2 separate regions of the Triticum aestivum genome follow, and region 2 is linked to region 1. The links are chromatin contacts, called in public Hi-C maps. All regions are on one chromosome and are shown on one strand. The core of a region is the stretch at or near the end of the contact, and the rest is flanking DNA. Distances in the headings are between cores, read along the strand shown.

Region 1 (3,719 bases), core at 544-3,043:
AGAGTCAGAAGAAGATATCCCCACCTTCAGAGAGTGAGCGTCATCATGGCGGTGCCTCATGGAAGACTGTCCCACCTCGGTGCTTCCTGCTAAACTACATCTTCCTTTGTGAGGCAGCACCTGGGACTTGACGTTCAATATCTGGTCATTGCAGTGATTTGTAAGTTCACAGTACATGGACAAGTTCTGCCAGTAATATAAGTTCCTGCTATACCTGTCTTGTACTTCCATCATCTAGTTTTTGCTTCTTCACAGCCTGATTTTCTTGCCTAATATCATTTGCAGCAGCAGCTGCCTTTCCGGCCACCGCATCACGAGCCCCCCTAAGAACCAACAACCCAGGACATCGTTAAGCAAACCATCTCAAACTTTGGACAACGGTATCAGTATCTACGAGTCAGCATATATTTCCCCTACTTGATCACACTCTTCTTCGTTAATGCCAGCGAGGACTGCTTCAGATTAGACGGTTGCACGGTCTTTGAGCGAGTGGATGAGCTCCCCTGCACCTTGGGAGTGCACGCTTCAGCCTTCACTGTTGACTTGGCACGAGTGGTCGCAGCAGTGGTAACTTCCGCAGGTGGAGGCGGCCTCTGAATCTTGGGCGTGCTAGACCCAACATCTGCTGCTAAAACCACGGCAATGTCAATATCAGAACTGAGGAATCAATTCCCAGCCGGCATTCCTCCAAGAAATACTAGTTAGTGACTCACATTTTGCAGCCAAATCTTTGGACAGGGGGAACTCGAAAGACTTGGGTGACTCCTCCTTCTCTTCTGTTGGCGGCGACTCTGACATGGTGTCAGGACAAGCAGACGTGCTGATCAAATGAAGAAAGACAGGCAAACATGGTATGAGGACAAAAGTATGCCAAAGACAGAAGGAGAGATACGAGGTCCAAATAGGCAATTTTGGGGGGTGTCACAGAACACAATTAACTGGCAGAAACAGAACACAAGGAATGATATGTAAATTCTAGAAGAAAGAGAATCACCCCAGCGCTTACCCATCGATATCCCCTGCCGGATTTGTGACGTTGACTGCTGCCTCCTCCGTTGCTTGGTTCTACCGCCGCAAACACCAACACAGATTGGGTGATGAGAAGGGGGAACAGAAACAACCCAACCCAAATCAGAGGAAAATCGAGGCAATCTCTTTCCATTTTCGTTACCTTTGGAGATGGAGCCGGGTCCTCCGCGTCCGCGAAGTCGCAGAGTGCGTCGATCTTGACCTCCGCTCTCGACTCCTTGATCCTCGGGGCGAAGGCTGCGCGCAAGAAGTAGAGAGAGAAGAGCGAGTCAGGGTAAATTTCCGGGAGAGAAGCCGCGGGGAGGGGGAGGGGGCGGGGTGCGTACGCGAGGGCGCGTGGCTGGCGCCGGCCTCGAACCAGCGCTCGGCGGCGCGGATGTCGGCCTCCGTCTCGTCGAGGACGAAGTCGAAGTACTTGGGCGCGCGGTACTCGTACGCCTCATCCACCTGGAACTGCACGGCCGCCGCCGCCGCCTCCGTCCCGGAGGAAGGTTTGGTCTCCGCCGCCATGGACGGGCAGAATTCTAGGGTTAGGAGCGCGCGAGCTAGGGTTCTCTCTCTCTCTCTCTCTCTCGCTCCGGATGTGGTGGTGTGTGATGTGTGGTTTTGATTGGAGGCGGGGAGAAGAAGGGAAGGGAAGGGGATCGGCTGGATCGAGGGGGAGGAGCCTGGTGGGGTGGGTTGGAGAAGAACGTTGCGAGTCCAACGGTCGGGGGATTTGAAGTGTTTGCCGATTGCCAAAGGGGCAAGTCTTAACGGAGGGGAGGGGAGGAGAGGAGGACTGGACCTGGGTGGTTGGGTGCTGTGAGAGAGATAGATCTATCTCGGCGCTGTGTGCGCAACGGCTATTTTTGCGGCGCGGCTGCCAGCGGTGCCCATTCAGATTAAGGGGGTGTTTGGTTCCAGGGACTTTTTTGTGCTGGGACTAGAAAAAGTCCCTAGCAAACCAAACAGGGTGGGACTTTTTTGAACTTTTTGTTAAAAGTCCTTAGAAGCACCTCCTTAAGAGTCTTTTTCAAAAAGTCCTAGGGACTAGAAAAAGTCCTAGGACTAGAGAACCAAACACCACCTAATGGTCCGCCGGACTAGCAACTTTTCGAGGACCAACAGATTAGTGGTACTGCTACAGCTATCGATCTGGCACAGACTGCCCATGTTGGTTGTAGCTTAACGGTCATGATGCAATGTAAAACTTGCTTTTTTTTAGGGGAATGTAAAACTTGCTTAGAATAACAGGATGCCTTCTTCTCGCCTAACAACTCGCCCTACTGTGTTGGATCTTATTTGGAAATTCAACAAGTTGATTTCTAAGCACTTGGTAAGGGAGGATTATTTCACACAATATTCGGTGATCTCTATGCTTACAAATTTGCCCTGGCAAATGGGTGATGAACCCCTACCATCCTTCAGGCCTTGTTTGGTAGCCCGTGATCCCCTTCAGCGACGCTGATATGCTCTAAGGCACTCCCACGATGCCAGTGGATCGGGGTTGTCACCCTCCTCTTTTCCTGAATCTCCCCTCCGTCAGCTCAGCTCATGTCACCTCCCTCTTCCACCCCAGCGTTCTTGCTTATGAATGGTGGACAAGGCCGCAGATCCACGAACCTGCTCTTGCGAGGGATTTCCTTCCCTCCCCTTGTTGCCATTTGGGCACCTGGGGTAGTGGGAGGGATTCCATATGCATAGGAAAATCTCTCCCTAGAGGTTTAGGCCTCGTTGATTCAAAGAATTCCTAAAGAAATTTTGGAGCATTCCAATTCGTAGTTTTTTTTGCTATGTAGCTTGTTTGATTCGTAGGATTACAATCCATAGGATTCATTTGTGCTAGTTTTCATAGGGAAATTTTCATCCACTCCAACCTCATGTGAAGCATCCAACATATTTCCGGTGCACTATCACTATCAAAAGACTACTAATCCTATAGCATTGAAGATGTCATGCCACTTATTCCTATGTTTTTCCTATTCCTACATTTTACAAATCAAAGAGCCCCTATTGCTCTGGATTTCCACTTCCCAACAACCAACTGAGCACTCAGGTTGCAACCCGCGTGGTTTTGCCTCTGCACTCGGTAAACCGTTGACAACAATAGATGTACAGGCTACACATGGTCAGTTGGTCACATCCAGGGACAAATGCATGGTTAGATTTTGTCACCAGTCCTGAAACAAGTCATTCACAAATATTCCCAAGTATAACCAGCAAGATTTGGATATGTTATTTGTGCATCTCAGATGTCATGCACGTATGGCGGTAGCAGTTACGTTAGAAAATGGGCAGCAAATATGTTGTCCTAGTAAAACAAAACAAATAGAACAAACAGATGGCAGCACAAGCCGCTGAGAACATCTAGCAGAATGGGGTTTCTTCTAAGGAGTTATGTACACTCAAAATTAATTATACACCGAATCAAAACATGGAAGAATTTTCGATCAAACGGAGTTAAGGTCTTGGGAAACTTGGTTTTGCCACCTGCACCAATGATAGCAGCTATTACACCTCCCTTTGTTTTGGGTGCATAATATCAAGATGGGCAAAAGAGTGTAATGTCTCTAGACTAACCTGGTAAGAAGGAACCTCGCCAGAGGGCTTACGGTAGGAGCAGCCAATGGTGGCGTACTAGCTTGTTTCTTGTTGCTTGCAGCTTCCGAGGGGGGCTCAGGTTTCTTTGTAAAAATCGATATTGCCGT
Region 2 (3,719 bases), core at 835-3,334, 610 kb before region 1:
TGTGACACATGGGTTGAAGTTTAAGAAAACACAGGTCTATCTCGAAATTCAAATCTTCAAAATTCAGTAGTTACCTAAACTGAATATAAGCTATTTTAACACTAGAAAAGGAACATGTTCCAAAAATACTCAGTTCCATTAAAAGATACTGCACACCATCTGTTTATCATACCTGTTCTCATGTCAAAGGAAGCGAGGTCTCCTGTTCCTGTCCCAATATAGACAGTATGTCCATCTGGATCCCCTGCAACTGCCTTGATTGGTGACTCCCTAAAATCAACTGAAACAACAGGTCTTCTTTGCGAAGCAGTATCGTATAAGCGAACCTGGCAAACACAAAATGAAAACACCATTAGTTGTTAGTGAAGTTGAGCAGTCATCATCAGTGCAGCATAATATATTACAGATGCAAATGATCGTAGCAAACATCCACAGCTAGTCACTGCCTAGCATAAAAGGAAGTAGAAACACGTCAATTAAGCAAATGAAATGGTTTCATTATTTACAATCTATGAGGGGACTACACAGATGTAACAGACACATCATAACAAAACCCCATCAACAGCAGCGTTGCAGCCAGAGAGCTGAACTGGTTAAATTTGTTGAATTCTAACACAAACATTGAGCAAATTTTATCCATAAAAGATTAAATTTGGAGTTCTGTTAGCATAACAGTGATGAGATATGGTACCTGATGATTATTTGTGCCGGCTACAATTTTACGGTGATCATCCTTGCACAGGAAAGTTCCAGCAGTGAACCAAGGTTTGGTAAATATACCAACGTTGTTAGCTCGGGGCTGTGAGATCAAAATAAAGTTAACATGGACAATAGTTTGCTAATATATCAGCTAATAAGAAAAAAAAAACAGATTGGTACTTACAGATTTAGCAGACCACATCTTACTACAAGATGTGATATCCCACAAGTTTACTTCCATACCATTCCTAAAATGAATGAAATAACTGTTAAAACGCCACAAATTTCCTAAATGATTTTCACATCTCATACAGAAAAGCTGGTAAATAAAAGGAATGCAGCCACAGTATTAGGCAATCGCATGCTAGAGGTTATAGTCAACTCACCCTCCGAACATTGCATAGTTTTCACCAGCATCCACAGATGAAAACTGCAATGTACCCTTGTTACACACGTCCCAAGTGCTTGATGGCCCAACATCCGAGTCAGATGCCGTGTTTTCTTTTGCAACAGATCTCACACTTGCTTTGCCCTTCTCCGTACAAGCAAGAAATGTACCTAACCTGCAACGAGCAACTAAATGTAAATACAATTTGGCCAATATCACCAAAATGCAGAAGAGCAATGAACTTTTCAATGATATGGAACTTAATACAGGTGTAGACGTGTTGTAAGATATCTATTACGGGGAAAATTATCAGCATGTGAAAATTACGTGGTTAAGTCTGGTGCATGTTTTCTGAAGAGGTGCAGGGCGACTAGGGGATCATTTTCCACAGCTCCGACAGTTTGGTCTGTCCTAGAGAACTTGAAAGCGGCCAGAGCATCACCATTCAGGGGATTCAGCAACTCAACCTACACAAAAACCTTTGGAATTAACAACCAACTGAAAGACACACAAGGTAAGCGTCCCAACTCTGAGAAGCAGCAGTCACTCACCACACCGTTCTTCCTTGCCACAGCCAAAACCTGCAAAACGCAACACAATAGACAATCGCGATTATAGGAATGAGCAACCGTGATGGACCAAGAGCTCATGAGAGAGAGCTGAGCTGAGCTGGTAGAGGGGGACTGACGGGGTCGACGGCTCGGTCGGCGAGTGAAGCGACGAGGATGGCCCTGGAGGCGTCGGGTTCGCCCCACGTCTCGACGACCTTGGCGACGCCCGCCGGTCTAGTGCGGGCCTCGACGACTGCGCCGGGATTAAAACGGAGAAGGAACAGTGAGCAGCAGGTGGCGGCGGAGGGGAGGCGGCGAATTCGGGCAAGGCGGCAGTACCTTTGATGAGGCCGAGGATGTCGGTGGTGATGGCGCGGAGCGGCGGGCAGCCGGGGCTCTCCACCGAAGTGATCCGCGGCATCCTTCCTTGGCTTCTCTCTCCGGTGGAGGAGAGGCGGCAATTCGGGGGAGGAGAGGCAGAGTAGGGCTTCTCGTGTTTTTAGGGTTTTAGGGGAGATAGATGGATGCAGGGTGAGTCTGCTCTGGGCCGGGCGGTCCTTCCGTGGCGGCCGCGACACCGTGGAAAAGCCTGAATGGCGAGCCCGGAGGGTTTTAAACAGCGAAAATCCTATTTAGAGCTTAAGGCGAGGAATAATATAATGTGTAAATGGTACAAAACGCACATCCTGGACAGTACTGGGCCTGACCCCTGTAACCCCCAGAGCAGGTTTTCGAGAAGGGTCTGTCTATAACACATCTAGATGTGACATAATTATGTCGCATATAACCTGATGTCCACTATGTTTGTGGTCTAATTTTTTTTGTCCCAACTTTTTTTCTGTTTCTTGTTGCTATGTTAGTTGTGGGAGTTCAGATGTGACATTTCTAGAAAACATCTAGATGTGAATTAGACAAACTGTTTCGAAAACGTTCTAGCAGGTTCTTCGCCCTTTTTTTCTCTTTTTTTCCGATGTTTCTCAACAGTTTTGCCGGTTTTCTTTTTTATTATTTTTATCTTCCCTTTTTCATTTTTCTTTGGTTTTAGTTTTAAATTTTTTAAACACTTCCAAATATATTTAAAAAACTTTCAAAATTAGTGAATGTTTTTAAAATTCGTGAACAGTTTTCAGATTTGTGAATATTTTCCAAATCCATGGATAGTTTTTATTTTTTGACAATTTATAAGCCCATGAACATTTTTATAATTTTGTGAATATTTTTTTAGTTCATGAACATTTTAAAAATTCATGGACATCTTTTAAAATACATGAAAATTTTCAATCTATATATTTTTTAAATCTATCATACAACCAAGCTATCTTTTACAAATAAAAAATACGCTACAACGGCCATGTGGTAGGCAACCGAACGAGAACAACATGAAAGAAATGCAATGGCGTGCAATAGGGAGCCCAATCAAGAGCGACATCGAGTTTCTACACTCTAACTCAAATGCACCCACGTGAATATTAAAAAAAATAAAGTAAAACAATTCAAAATGATACTAGATGCCATCTTTGCCTAAACTCCTCGGAAATGGCGACCCACCTGTGCAAGGATTGCCCTTTCTCCTTGGTGGTCAGAAACTGCATGGAGAGTTGTTCTCGTCATGCGGCATGCTCCTGTCAATGTGGAATGGTGCAGTGGCATGATTTCTTGGTTCTCACGCGAGGAGAAGTGTCGGCGCAGTGGTACAGAAAATTTGGAAGGAGAGGAATAGGCCCATCTTCAAAAGAACTCGTATGACCTACATCGAGGTTGCAAGGCTGGCCCTTGAGGACATCAAGCAGAGGGGAATGGCTTTGGGTAACTACCAACCACCAAAGGGGATTCGCTAGGTGGCTTGTTTTTTTAGCGGGTTTTTGGAGCGATTTTTCTCAAAACGAGTCCACCTCTTGTAAATATGTATTTACCCGCGAAATGAAAGGCAGTGATCCTCTCGATTCCTCGAAAAAAGATATCGAATTCTTTGCTAAAGCGGGGGTTTAGCAAAGAGTTCATCATCATCAACACATGAATTTAGTGCACAAAGAGTTCACAATCAATAGATTTGGTAAAAAGTCTAAAGTCAGTTTTCCAAT

Evidence for each region. A called contact is a pair of places that touch in the nucleus more often than the background predicts.
Region 2: a Hi-C map of leaf shows a contact between it and region 1, with 4 times the contacts expected there. The contact joins the promoter of LOC123052587 here to the promoter of LOC123052583 in region 1. A contact is called at or near these places in 2 of 5 Hi-C or Micro-C datasets (both in leaf).

What each region holds. Positions count from the first base shown.
Region 1 is chr2D:207,149,007-207,152,725 of IWGSC CS RefSeq v2.1, reverse strand. It overlaps LOC123052583 (protein TPX2), which reads right to left and starts at 1,793. Exons shown (of 20, transcript XM_044475834.1): 1 at 1,356-1,793; 2 at 1,172-1,266; 3 at 1,007-1,065; 4 at 714-820; 5 at 418-625; 6 at 215-323; 7 at 25-141. The coding sequence starts at 1,539. LOC123052582 (serine/threonine-protein kinase svkA) reads right to left here. Exons shown (of 20, transcript XM_044475832.1): 19 at 3,592-3,719; 20 at 3,225-3,501. The coding sequence ends at 3,462.
Region 2 is chr2D:207,755,807-207,759,525 of IWGSC CS RefSeq v2.1, reverse strand. LOC123052587 (WD repeat-containing protein 74) reads right to left here and starts at 2,084. Exons shown (of 12, transcript XM_044475839.1): 1 at 1,978-2,084; 2 at 1,776-1,891; 3 at 1,639-1,668; 4 at 1,415-1,554; 5 at 1,086-1,262; 6 at 884-947; 7 at 692-799; 8 at 173-326. The coding sequence starts at 2,059.